Linked DNA regions of Mus musculus: region 1 is linked to region 2. A link is a contact called in public Micro-C data. All regions are on one chromosome and are shown on one strand. Each heading gives the region's core, a stretch centred on a gene start, on an enhancer-like site or on the middle of the called end of the contact. The rest is flanking DNA. Distances are from core to core; before and after follow the strand shown.

What was found. A called contact is a pair of places that touch in the nucleus more often than the background predicts.
Region 1: a contact with region 2 is called in a Micro-C map of granulosa cells, with 3 times the contacts expected there. The contact joins two enhancer-like sites.

Annotation. Positions count from the first base shown.
Region 1 is chr11:30,446,657-30,453,234 of GRCm38.p6, reverse strand. The region is part of intron 2 of 4930505A04Rik (RIKEN cDNA 4930505A04 gene); the gene reads left to right. Among named protein-coding and RNA genes, the nearest start is that of 4930505A04Rik, 22 kb to the left of the region's middle. Within about 2 kb of position 3,419, at least 6 of the 459 cell types and tissues checked have an H3K27ac peak or open chromatin away from gene starts, as enhancers often do. A contact at or near this core is called in granulosa cells, where this site is marked.
Region 2 is chr11:30,139,227-30,146,021 of GRCm38.p6, reverse strand. Sptbn1 (spectrin beta, non-erythrocytic 1) reads left to right here. Exons shown (of 35, transcript NM_175836.2): 8 at 6-193; 9 at 1,799-1,916; 10 at 2,845-3,003; 11 at 3,600-3,902; 12 at 5,398-5,551; 13 at 6,560-6,795. Among named protein-coding and RNA genes, the nearest start is that of Sptbn1, 77 kb to the left of the region's middle. Within about 2 kb of position 2,746, at least 8 of the 459 cell types and tissues checked have an H3K27ac peak or open chromatin away from gene starts, as enhancers often do. A contact at or near this core is called in granulosa cells, where this site is marked.

The DNA of each region.
Region 1 (6,578 bases), core at 2,170-4,669, 310 kb before region 2:
GAAAAACCAACTTAGTGTATCGATGAGTTCTGTTGGGCTTACTACAGGAAAGACTCAGAGACAGCTTCATCACCAAGGTCCACCCCAGCATGGGGTGACAGCTAAAAACAAAACAAAACAAACAAAAACCAAAAAGTCCAAAAACCAAAATACCATTAGAAAACCTGGAACATAGTGCACAGCCTGCAGGCAGCTCAACAGGTTAGAGTGTCCCTCCCAGGTGACTCGGGTCTAATCCTCTTCCAGTCAGCAAGGCTAATTTCTGCTTCTTCTAGGCAGCTGGTCTGATCTCAGAGGTTGATTTTTTTTTTGTCTTGTATTTTGTTTGTTTTGTTCTGTTGTTTTGCAGCTCAGCTTCCTTCCTTCTGAAAGGGGCTCGCCTCAGTCTTTATTAGTTACTCAGGCAGGAGGGACCTAGTGAATCTCATCAATTTCAGGGACTTCCTGGAGCTATTATGAGTTATATACCTCCCTGCCCTAGGAGTTTCCTGTTTAGTCTCTGAAGAAACTGTTATGCAGCAGGCGTGAATAGATACTTTTGGTCAAGTCCTTTTCTAGATGCTAGAGATTCAGCACTGAGTCAAATAAATGGTGGAAATGCTCTGGTCTTAGGCTGCTCATATTCTAACGGAGGAATGTGCAACAGAAGTAAACTAATTAGGATGCTGAATGGCATGGGCTTGCATGGAGGACGGGGAAGACTGCTGGTGCTAGAATTGCAACCTTATTTTTCTTTTAATTTTGTTACTCACTCTCTCTCTCTCTCTCTCTCTCTCTCTCTCTCTCTCTCTCTCTCTGTGTGTGTGTGTGTGTGTGTGTGTGTGTGTGTGTGTGTGTGTGTGTGTCTTACAGGAACCTATTCTCTTCCATGTGTCAGTGCTGTGGGGAGCAAACTTGGGTCATCAGACTTAGTGGCAAGTGCATGTACTTTCTGAGCCCTCTTGCTGGCCCAGAGTTGTAGTTCTAAATAGGTGATCAGAGAAAGTCACATGAATAAGGTCCTAAGTGAGGAAGTGACTACCATATTGAACATTCTTGGTTCACAAAGGAAGCATGTTAGAAGCAATTGTTCTTAGTAGCACATCCTGCTGATCTGCACAGCTGTGGGCCTGAGGATATCACTGTATCCTACTTACAGCTGGATTCTAAAGTAGGAGACCTAACACAGTGTTGAGTCTAGGAACTGAACAACATAATCTGCCATTGCATTTTCTTACAGACGTGTTTTCCAGTATGACTTTTGTGGAAGGAGAGGTGTGTCATGTGAATGGTCTCAGACACCTCACCCTGTTCCATTACTTTCCCATGGATGGTTAGGTGGAGTTCTGCTTTCACATCATATTTAAATGGAGAATGTCTGTGGGGCCCTCCATACTAACACCATCTACCATTCCTCTGTTAACAGTGAACAAGTGTTAGTTCAGATTTGTATCTAAGTCATCTCTCTGCACGGTGGAGACACTAAGAGGGTGAAACTAGTTCGGAAAATGGAAAGGTAGAAGCTTGAAAATTTAATCCAAAATAACTTACTATAGTTTATATCATAAATATTGTGGAAAACAACAACAAAAATTCGCCACTGCCATCCGCAAGGCTAGCTGACAGTTGTTACACACTCACTAAACCAGTGAGAGCCAGGCCAAGAAAGTGTGAAGCTGAGTAGGACAGACATGAGCAAGATGCATCACAGTTACAGAGGGATGGGTGTACACAGCGAAGGGAATATTCATATTTCAAAAATAAAAGGGAAGCAACAATGAACTTGCTAATGCCCTCCATTTCCAGGAACCTAAAAAATGCTCATTTTTATTTCACATGTGTAAAGTTTGTTCCTTTATTCAAGATGACATTTCTTTTTAAAAGTTAGTTTACTTAAAATATAGTAATACTGGCTTTAAAGTAAAATTAAGCTGCCTAAATATTTTAACTGCTGTTTACTGGTATGATTGTACACTGAGATCTCAAGATATGCTTTCTTTGGTTGGTTGGTTGGTTGGTTGGTTGGTTAGTCTGGTAGGACCCCTATGTAGGGTAGTATCTTCCTATGTAGGTAGCCCAAGCCTTGAACGTGAAATCCTTCTTCCTCAGGTTCCTGAGTACTGGAATCACAGGAGTGTGTTCCCACACCTGGCTTTTAGTTTTATTGGTTTACAAGATTTTTTTAAAAATGAAATGATCATATATGCATTTCTACCTAATGTCATAAAATTTGGGTGCTAGAAAAAGTAAAGCTAGTTTTCTGCTGCTGCTGTTTGTTTAATTTTGTTAAAGGCTAATCTAACAGGAACAATTGGTACTAAAAGCAAAATTATCAGCCCTTGACCTCCAAGACCAAGTACTTAGTACAAAGAAGATTCATTTGCCCCAGCAAAAAAGAGGTCAGGGAATAAGAGTCAAAGACAGGAGATAGAGCATGAGTGAGAAGGGGAAAAAAACAAGAGGGAGGAGAGGTATTTGTCCCAAGGGACAAAGGACTGCCTCTGGATAGATAGGAGACAGATGTGGCCCATAGGCAAAGGGTGGTTTTATAAAGGTACAAGGGGGAAAACCCTGTGTGTGCGTGAGGTATTTAATTTTGATTAGGCATGTTAATTAGGGCAGCCAAAGGGGTCTTTTAATTGCTGGACTTCAAAGACTTTGATAGCTGGTAGTCAGTTTCAAGAGGAGGAAGTAGACAAATAAGGGAATAGACCTTGGTGATTAGGTTCAGGAATTTAATCTAAGAATTTTTAGAAACACAGAGGGAATGATGGGAAAGAGGGCGTGGCCTGCCAGAGCTATGCTTGCCATACTCTTAGCTAACCAGGGTCCCTTCAGGTACTTTCTTTTTTTAATACTGATTTATTTATTTACATTCCAATGCTGCCCCCTGCCACCCCTCCCACAGAGACCCTTCTTTCTAATGTTTACTAAAACATATTTCCAACATATAGTTTCAGAACACTAGCCATTGTTCATCTCCTTGAAAAAAATACATTTCCAAAGTTAAGTCAAAGGTTTATTTCCAAATACCTTTTTCAGAGAGTCACCGCTTATATTAGTTTTGAGAAATCTTGAGATAAGCATGCTTGAATTTGCTTGAAAATATTCATTTCCAAGATAGCTTTGTCCATGGAACTTCTTCTGAATAACATCTATTAATAAATAGATCAGAGAACTGTTGTTCCACAGAACACAGCTTAGAAGTAACTGTCATAAGAGACTTTAAGAGCTGCTTTTAAAAGGCAAATTTTCTACATCCCTGGTATCAATGAGATACCAGCTTGAGAACATTGTAACTCACATGACCTTGGCTGCCTAATCATTGTGATAAAACTTCCATTTTTTTTTTAAACCACTGAGCTCTACAAATTAAATTCCATGGTCTGTGTAAAGTTTTGGCAGAAATCCATGTCCTTGGGAATCCCCAGAATGTGGTGGTGGTGGTGGTGGTGGTGGTGGTGGTGGTGGTGGTGGTGGTGGTGGATTGGTGGATGTGATGATAGTGGTGGTGGAGGTGGTGATTGTAGAGATGGTGGTGGAGGTGGTTGTGGAAGTGATGTGATGGTAGTTGTAGTGATAGGTGTAGTGGTGGAGGTGATGGTTTTAGACAGGAAATTGCTGCTTATCTCTGGCTGGCTAGCTATCCTTGAACCCACAGAGACCTGTCTGGCTCTGACTCCTAAGAGTTGAGATTAAAGGCCTACATCACAACAACCTCCTCCATAGTGTGAGTTATGTCCCTGTTAATAGGTTAATAGGTATATACAAGAGTCATTTCCTTAGAATGACTTCTAAGTGTGACCAGTGGGTTCATAGGACGACAGTCATGAAGCTCTCCAGGTCAGAGTTAGGGAGACTGTTGCTGTCAAGAATATATAGGCATTACCCTTAAAAGGAGCCCCAGAGAATAGTGTCCTTGGACAGACATAATAAGAGATAGGCCTCAGAATAAGAAAAAGAAATAGTTACAATTTTTTTAGGCAGTACTCCGTTTACAACCTGCAAAATGGAGCACACTCTCCAAAGCCCAGACCAAACCATCATACCCTGCTGCTTATCCTATTTGATTTATTTTGCCATAAACTAATTTTCATGGCAAAGTCAATCAATGAACACTAGAATGAGCCATGGAACAGTGACTTTTTCTATTAGCTTTTCACCTGAAAGTGAGATAAAACCACATAAGTGAGACAAGAAGCCTCTGTTTCATTGGTGTCATAGAGTATTGTAAGAAAACACCTGGATCAGAAGGCATGGATCCTTCATACGTGAACATGTGTTCTCAAGAGCACACTTTGCAGATATGAGGAGGAAGGCCCAAAACAGAAAAGTAAGAGGGAAGAACACGCATCCATGTTTCATGTTCATGGAGCAATCTAACTACAGAGGCCTAATTCAATCATACTTCATACTTGTGAAATTACAGAAGTTTTCTTTAAAGTGAACTCAAGATCTCTGCTTGCATTATACTCTGGGAGACAACATCAAGGCCCAAGACATTCCCTAATGGTTCCCTTGCCCAAAGTTACTTTTCCAGTTATCGAGTATTAGCAAAATAAGCTTCTTCTCCACAAAGAGTATATGGTATAAGCATATGCCTGATAACCTTTATATAGTATATAAGTATATGCCTGATAACCTTTATATAGGAAAACTTCCTCAAGGCACTTACAGTTATGGTTTCAAAGTTTGTTTCCTCTAAAATGTATATTGAAATTTAAAAGTCGCTGTCTGTGTTGAGAGATGTGACCTAGGCCTTGAAGGCATTGCCTCATGATAAGCTCAATTCTGGCATAAAAGGGTAGAATTACCTCTCTCACCCCTGACACATTGAGGAGTGGAGGTTCTTGTTGAATTAGAGTTGCCAAACCTGCCGGAGCCTGGCTGTTTGCTTATTACATTTCATAGGCTCCGGAATTGAAAGCCATTGAATTTACAAACATTATGAATTGCCCCATCCATGAGAGTCCACCTACACAGAATGGACTAAGACACTTAGCACTTTGAGATGATGTGATTAAACCTGTGCTTATTTGCCCTAGCCAATGACAACAGAACACAGAATTTGGGGCATGTACAGGTAGGTAGGTGTTGGTGGCTGCCACAGCACTGTACCTGGAGGTGTTTCTTAATCTCTGTATGTTACTTGTCTGTAAAGGGATGTGCCCACTTCAGAATTATTCTTAAAGTAAAAGAAAGCATATTCTAGTTTGCCATAATAAGCATTGTCATAATTATGGGATAGAGAGCTGTGAGAAAGCAGGCAGTCCAAGACCAGTAGCAAACGACTTTTTAGCCAGATAGTGAGAAGATACCATCTGTTTAGTAATCTGTTCTAGAATTTTCTTAAGACCTAGAGCAAGTAGTCCACTTAAAAATCCATGTTATAGCTCATTCTGGAAATATAAAACATTAGTCAATTTCAGTTTTGTCCTGAATTTCCTAGTTGCTCAATTTCTGTGAAATGTGTTTATAATTGCCCTTTGTTTTATTATTCTTGGCTGCAAGTTGTTGGCCTAAAACTGGTGCTGATTTAACAAGCTGAGATTTGCTTCCCTTGTTCAGTTCTTGATCCTCTGTTTTCTGTGCATCTCATCTTGTCCAGTCTAAGAATATTTCTTGCAATCCACCAGGATTAGTAGCTGTGCCTTCAGCCTAGAACAGTGTTCGAATTCCTTATTTTCATCATTTCTTGATTTCTTGCTTCCCATCCCCACAAAATACTTTTGCTCTCTATGGCCTTTTCACAAATTTACTCTATTTCTAAGCTTATCAACAGTTTCTATTGATAAAGTTGACCTCGTTAGACATACAGTATACAGTTATTTCTCACATGCTTGTCTTTTGAGAAGCTGAGCTCATTTAAGAGGTTCTGTGCAGCTCTGTGGGGTGACCCTAGGAATACCTCTCCCATTGTGTATCAATGGAGCCTCAATTGTCAGAATTTATTATCGTAATGTGCGTACCCATTCCTCTTAAATCATATTACAGACATCTCTTACTATAGAGTCAGAGCTGATTATTTTTAAAGACATTTACTTTATTATTTGTATGTGTGAGCAGGTTAGAGTGTTACAATGCATTTATGGAGGTCAGAAGACAATTTCAGGGGACAGTTCTATTCCCACACTGTGGGTTCTGGAGATTGAACTCAGATTTCTAGGCTTGCTTGTTTCATAGTTACTTTTCTGTTGCTGTGACAAAACATCACAACCAAAAGTAACTTATGAAAGAATTTATTTTGGCTTAAGTTTCTAAAGATATGAGTCTATAGTGGGAAGAGAAGCAGGGGCATCAAGGGGCAGGCAGGGTGGCAAGAATAAGAAGCTGAGAAGCTTCAATGTCTCCACAACACAGAACAGCTCCAGCAAGGTCATGCCTCCTCAATCTCCCCAAACAGCACCACCAACTGGAACCAAGTGTTCAAACTCCTGAGCCAGGCAGAACATTTCCTCAGTAACGTGTGTGTTACCATGAGAATCTGAGCTTGGATCCCCAAGATAGAAATGCCTGTAATACCACTGCTGGGGGACCAGGATGGGAACATAATGAGAGGAGAAGACAGAGATAAGCAGATCCCTGGAGCTCACTAGACA
Region 2 (6,795 bases), core at 1,497-3,996:
TTCAGGTGCTTGATAATGCTATAGAAACAGAGAAAATGATTGAGAAGTACGAGTCACTTGCTTCTGACCTTCTGGAGTGGATTGAACAAACCATCATCATCCTAAACAACCGCAAATTTGCTAATTCACTGGTTGGGGTCCAGCAGCAGCTCCAGGCATTCAACACGTACCGCACAGTGGAGAAACCACCTAAGTAAGAGGCAGCGTGTAATGTATGGTCGTTAGTATGGGAGCAGACGTGCAGCAGCCCAAAGACACCTGTTTGTAACGTTGGCGATTTCCACTGTTAACTCAGTGTCCCTCCTAGTAGCCTGTTTTCCTTCTTGCCTGATTTGTAGTTGCTGAGACTTGTTACACACCATGATTCCCCTGAGCCCTATCTAGTAGACTGGACCGTTGACATTCAGGATATGTGTGAGCCGAAGAAGAACACAGGTCCTCAGTCCCTTCTCAAAGCCCTGGCATGCAGTGCTCTGTAGATTCTAGAAAAGCAACACAGTGAAGCCAGCCAGGTGTGGTAGCACACACCTGAAATTGCAATACTTGGGGCACTTCAGGACGATCCTGAGTTCAGGATTAATTCAGACTACATTGCAGGAGCATTCCTCAAAAGAAAAATAGAAGAAAAGTTAGGGTATATATTGATACATAGTATATGTTATAAGACCCTGGACAGATCCGATAAAATATCCTGTAATCAAGCATATGCTGACATTAATACTGTGTTAGGTAAAGACAGTTAATCATTGCCTATCAGTTGAGATAGAGTTTTGCTACCTAAGAAAGGTAATTTTTTTTTCTTTTCTTCAAATGTATGTGATGTATGCACCTGTATATGTTTGGAAATGCACAACTGTGTTCAAGCTCAGAGACCAGAGAAGTGTGTCTGGTGTCCTTACTAACTTGAGACAGGCTCTCTCGACACACCTGAAAGTGCTAGCAGTCATCCTCCCACTATCACCAGCATAGTTGCGGCAGCTTTTAATGCTGGTGCTAGAGATCTATCTGTACTCCTTACACTTGTACAGCCCGGACATGTTAAACCGTCTCTCCAACCCCCTAATTTAATTTTTGAGTTTAGTATTTTAAAATAATTATTAAGTAAGAATTATGGACTTTTTTCCTTGTTTACTATACTTCCAAAGTAAGTCCTTTCATTTCTTGTGAAAATTCAGTTGTAAATTCTTTGGTGAGGGAGGTCTTTGAAACCAACTGAAAATTTAGATTAGACATTTGCTGGCTTGTTCATCCACCTTTCTGAATTAAGTCCATTGCCCAGGACAGTAGTTCTCATCCTTCCTAATGCTGAGACCCTTGAGTACAAGTCCTCCTGTTGTGGGGGACCCCCAGCCATAAAGCTGTCTTCATTGCTACTTCATAACTGTAATTTTGCTACCCTTGTGAATCATAATACAGAGTCGAATGTGCAGGAGATCTGATATGTGACCCCTATGAAAAGGTCTTTCAGTCCCCCAAAGGGTCATGACCCACAGGTTGAGAACCACTGGTCTAGAGCACAAGGTTTAAACCATGGTTGAGGTTACTAGTAAGAATACTCTGTTCCTTGATGTTCTCAAACATCAGTCCTAGCAACAACAAGCAGCCGCAAAGCAATGCTGCAGTTCCCAGGTCCATAAACACCCATTGACTAGCCTGCTGCTGCCCCAGTGTACAGATTTTGCAGAACAGGGTTTTAGAATTCCGTGACTGTATGAAGTACGTTTTTCTCTAATAAGTGAGCCTTTGGTCTTGAAGGAAGAAGGCACGGGAGTGCTTACGGCTGGTTGTCTCTCCTCAGGTTTACTGAGAAGGGGAATTTGGAGGTGCTCCTTTTCACAATTCAGAGCAAGATGCGAGCGAATAATCAGAAGGTCTACATGCCCCGCGAGGGGAAGCTCATCTCTGACATCAACAAGGTGAAGCGGACCTGCACGCTCATGCGTTGCCCCCCCCCTATCCTTGGGGTTTTCTCTGCTTGATTACTTTAGGGGGGCAAGAAAATGCCAGGGTCACTCCCAGCATCCCCCTGTAGATGGCAGGGAATAGCAGAAGGTCCAGCAAAGAGTTGTAATAGGTCAGTTCACTGGAGCTCTGCAGGCAGTGTCAGACTTTGTCAACAGCCTTGGCCCACAGTTTACCTTGTTACGCAGATGCTCGGTTTAGTCCTCATCTTTGTGAAGCACTCAACTCAGATGTCCTCCTGTTGTATAGAGAGGAACTGGAAGTCTGATTCCACGTGTTTGGAATGTCTGTGGGTTATAAACATAGATGTTGTTTCTCTCTGTCAGAGGAGTTGTTATACATACCGGCTGTTTTCATTGTTGTGTCTCGCAAGCCTGCAAGTAGAGATTTGTACTGTGGGTATTATTTTCAAATGAAAACTAGAAAAACTACAGAACTGTTCATTTGCACCCAGAATCCTTTGAGCATTCATTGATTGGATTTTAAAAAAAAATTAAGTAAGACATTTTCGGGAATGAATTTAATGTCAGGATTTTGAAAGAGAAATTCAGGCATGTTCACTTTTTAAAATGTGGCTGTGGGTGGCGTGAAAGTCAGTTCATTTCTTGTCTGTGATGAGAGCTGCTGAGAAGATGTCGTCGTGTTGCTCATATCCTGCAAGTGTTTGCTTCCAAGCTTATGGCAGGACCTTTGAACACAAGAGTGTGTTCCCATGAGACTGTGCTGAGGGAGGGAGAAAAATATCTTTTTCTCAAGGGTGGAAATGTTGTTTCCCTTTCAAGTCCTGTGATCTTTTGGACAAATACTAGCTGTTGTTGTAGTCAAGGACAGCTCCTTGAATGCTTCAGGAAACCATGTTTTTTTGTTTTTATACTACTGCAGGCCTGGGAAAGACTGGAAAAAGCAGAACATGAGAGAGAACTGGCTCTGCGGAATGAGCTCATACGGCAGGAAAAACTGGAACAACTCGCCCGAAGATTTGATCGCAAGGCAGCTATGAGGGAGACATGGCTGAGTGAAAACCAGCGTCTTGTGTCTCAGGTTCTGTCTGAATTACTAATGCAAGTGTTTCTGAGGTAGCCAAGCAACACTAGCTCTTTCCAAGAGGCCTTGGAGCTCAGGACAACACTTAACAACATCCAGTATTGTGACGTTGCTGACCAGCCATCACTTCCATTTGCACAAAGGATGTTTAAAATTTCTGATATACTTTCTTGTCTGTTTGTCTAACTTGTCATAGACTTAGGAGCTCGAGCAATTTGTTCAGAGCCTGTGACTGAATTGTTCACATTCATGTAAGCTGTAAAAGTTCCCCTGGTTTTTTTCCCCTCAGTATTTGACCAACCATCCTCTCAAGGCGTGACACTGGTCATGAAATACAAGAGCAGTTTTCTTTCCCTTGGCTTGACAAAGTCCAACATACTTCAGTATCTTAAGTCAGATGGTAGGCCCTCTGTAAAGTGAGAAGTTTCTTAAGTACTGTTAGGAACACATCTGAACTCAACCAGAAGTTTGCAAGGGTCCAAGGGCAGTGAGAAACCAGTGGCAAAGTCAGCTTACGCACTGTATTGTGCTCCCCCCACCCGGCTCAGTGACTTACGTTTCTTTATATTTCTTTTTGTTCTGTCTCTCTGTAGGACAACTTTGGATTTGACCTTCCCGCTGTTGAGGCTGCTACCAAAAAACACGAGGCCATTGAGACAGACATCGCTGCATATGAAGAACGAGTTCAGGCCGTGGTGGCTGTGGCCAGGGAACTTGAAGCCGAGAACTACCATGACATCAAGCGCATCACAGCGAGGAAGGACAATGTCATCCGGCTCTGGGAATACTTGCTGGAACTGCTCAGGGCCAGGAGGCAGCGTCTTGAGATGAACCTGGGATTGCAAAAGATATTCCAGGAAATGCTTTATATTATGGACTGGATGGATGAAATGAAGGTAACTTTTGACCAAAAGAAGGCAGGGGAGGCCAGAGCTGACGCAGTCAGACCTTCTCTTTGTGGGAGTTGTGCGCTAGTGCTCTTTGTCCAGTGAACTCTTCTGCAAAGCCAGACTGAAGCCGCAGTGCTCATAAGCTGGCTAGCTCACTACTAAATGAGATGAGCACCATGGAAAAGTTGTAAACGAAACCATTTTATATCCCAGATCTGACGCAGTGATTTAGATTTTTACCAATGTAGAGAATCATGATTTTCTTTTTCATTGTTAATATGTTCAGTGGTCTGTGTATTAGTGATAGTGTTCTAGGATCATATATGCAAATGGCGGGTGGTGGTAAGCATAGGCCAGGGACTAGGAAGCCAGAATTCAGATCTTAGTGCTGTATCATTTCCTCTCCTTCAAACCAGCCAATGCTTAAGTCTGCCTTGTGGCCTCTCAGAAGCTGGGGTGTGGTAAGATGTGTCCAGGTTACTGTGGGACTGGATGATAATGGCTGCAGTGCTCTTTTGTGCTTTCTCCTCTGTCCCTGGCACTTCTGAGCCTAGATTCATGCCGTTGTGCCACAGCCCTGTGCCTGTTGGTTTCTTCTGATGCAGCATCTTTATTGAACAGTTTTTGAGCTGGAAGGCTTTTATCCCTAATGGCAATGGGATGGGATTTGTAACGGATGAGAGTAGTGTTTAGACCATCCTCTTTTCTCTCCAAACACGGTGTTTCTTACGTAAGAGAACTCTGCCCCTAGATGTCAGTCTTTACCTGCTCCCTGCCTCTTAAGTTGTGGTGACAGAGGGACAAGGGCAGCTGATAACTCCAGTTTCCCTCTGCTTTTGCCTCACACTTAGAATGTTGTTACTAGGTTTGATCCTTTGAACTCTTAAAATAGAAATGTTCCTAAAGTATAGCAAAGATGTGATTTTCACTTTATAAATCACGATATGTATACTGTAATTCAGGTTAACATAGTTTCCTGAGAACTGTTAAGAGTGAAATAGAAATTTTATCTGAGGTGATGTTGGATGGTAGCCGGGAGAAAAATTTGCAAATTGAATGAAGAACAAGAAAATTCCAGTGAGTTCATAATAGTGATGTGGTACCTGACTGTGGTCTCCTTACTAGTTAAAGACGTGGCACTTGACCATGGTCTTCTTGTTGGGTTAAAGATGTGGCATACAAGCTGTTAAGTAGATTCTCCTATTGGTTGTATAGCCAGCAGAAAGGCTCTTGGGGAAGGGTCCCTTAAGGGGACTTTCCCTTTTATTCTGTGTGTTTAATGTGAATTTTATTTGCTTTTGCCAAGGCGCATGGTCCTTAGTTCATTGTGTCTCTCCCGATCTAGGTCTCATGTTTGTTTTGTTGTGACTTATTTGGCATTGTCTTGTCCAGAGGTGGCCAGTGACAAACCAGAGGGGTGGTACGGCAAGGCTGCTAAGTGTGCTGATACACTGAACTCAGTTGTATTCACAGTGCCATTTCTGTTGCGCTTTGTCCACAGGTGCTATTGCTGTCTCAAGACTATGGCAAACACTTACTTGGTGTTGAAGACCTGTTACAGAAGCATGCCCTGGTTGAAGCAGACATTGCAATCCAAGCAGAGCGTGTAAGAGGTGTGAATGCCTCTGCCCAGAAGTTTGCAACAGATGGGGAAGGTAAGAATGGACTGCTCTAGGCATTATCACCTCAACAACGGAAATATATCTCCATGAACTACAAACATTGTGTGTGGCGACGGGACTTGTAAGTTACTGCACCATTTTAGGGTTCTGGGAGGACTGTTTACTTCCAGGTCATAATGTGTCACTGCAGTGTTTTGGTTTGGTTTTGATATTTCAGCACTGTCTTTTTCTGAAATAGACCCATATTTTTCTTAAATACTCAAATGCTATCTGGTTTTGAGAGCTTTAGCATCTGGTAGTGTTAATGTTTTCAGTCCATACTCGTTAACGATGTGGACCGACAGCCTACTGTGGTTGCTCTAGCAGCTCTCAGCTTTGACACCTAGTCACGTGCTATTGAGGGAGAAGGACTGGGCCTTGCTTCTTTAAATAAGATGGGCAGAGGTGGTGCACACCTTCTTTTTTCCCCAAAGGTTTATTTATTTATTATATGTAAGTATACTGTAGTTGTCTTCAGACATGCCAGAAGAGGGCATCAGATCTCATTACGGATGGTTGTGAGCCACCATGTATGTGTATGTGGTTGCTGGGATTTGAACTCAGAACCTTGGGAAAAACAGCCACTGCTCTTAACCGCTGAGCCATCTCTCCAGCCCAGAGCCTTGCTTTTTTGTTTGTTTGTTTGTTTCGAGACAGGATTTCTCTGTTGTCCTGGCTGTCCTGCCTCTGCCTCCCAAGTGCTGGGATTAAAGGCCTGCGCCACCACTGCTTCTTAAGAACTAAGTAAACACAGCTGCTTCCATATGATACGTGTGCTTTCTTGATTTGTAAGTGATCTCTTTGTCTACAGTTGGGCCAAAAGTGCAGTGTTCGTCATAGCCCTTTCTTCCTGTCCTAGTCAGTATGGCAGGAAGTGACTGTTGCTCTTTATATGACACTGCTTAGACGGGAGCCAAGCTAGAACATGGAACATAGTTTACTGTCTGCAAATGAACAGGGAGCTATTGGAGACTTAGCATTCTTTCCTTGGTGTTAAAACAGGCTACAAGCCATGTGACCCCCAGGTAATTCGAGACCGTGTTGCCCACATGGAGTTCTGCTATCAAGAGCTTTGTCAGCTGGCTGCCGAGCGTAGGGCTCGCCTGGAAGAGTCCCGTCGCCTCTGGAAGTTCTTCTGGGAGATGGCAGAAGAGGAAGGCTGGATACGAGAGAAGGAGAAGATCCTGTCCTCTGATGATTACGGGAAAGACTTGACCAGTGTCATGCGCCTGCTGAGC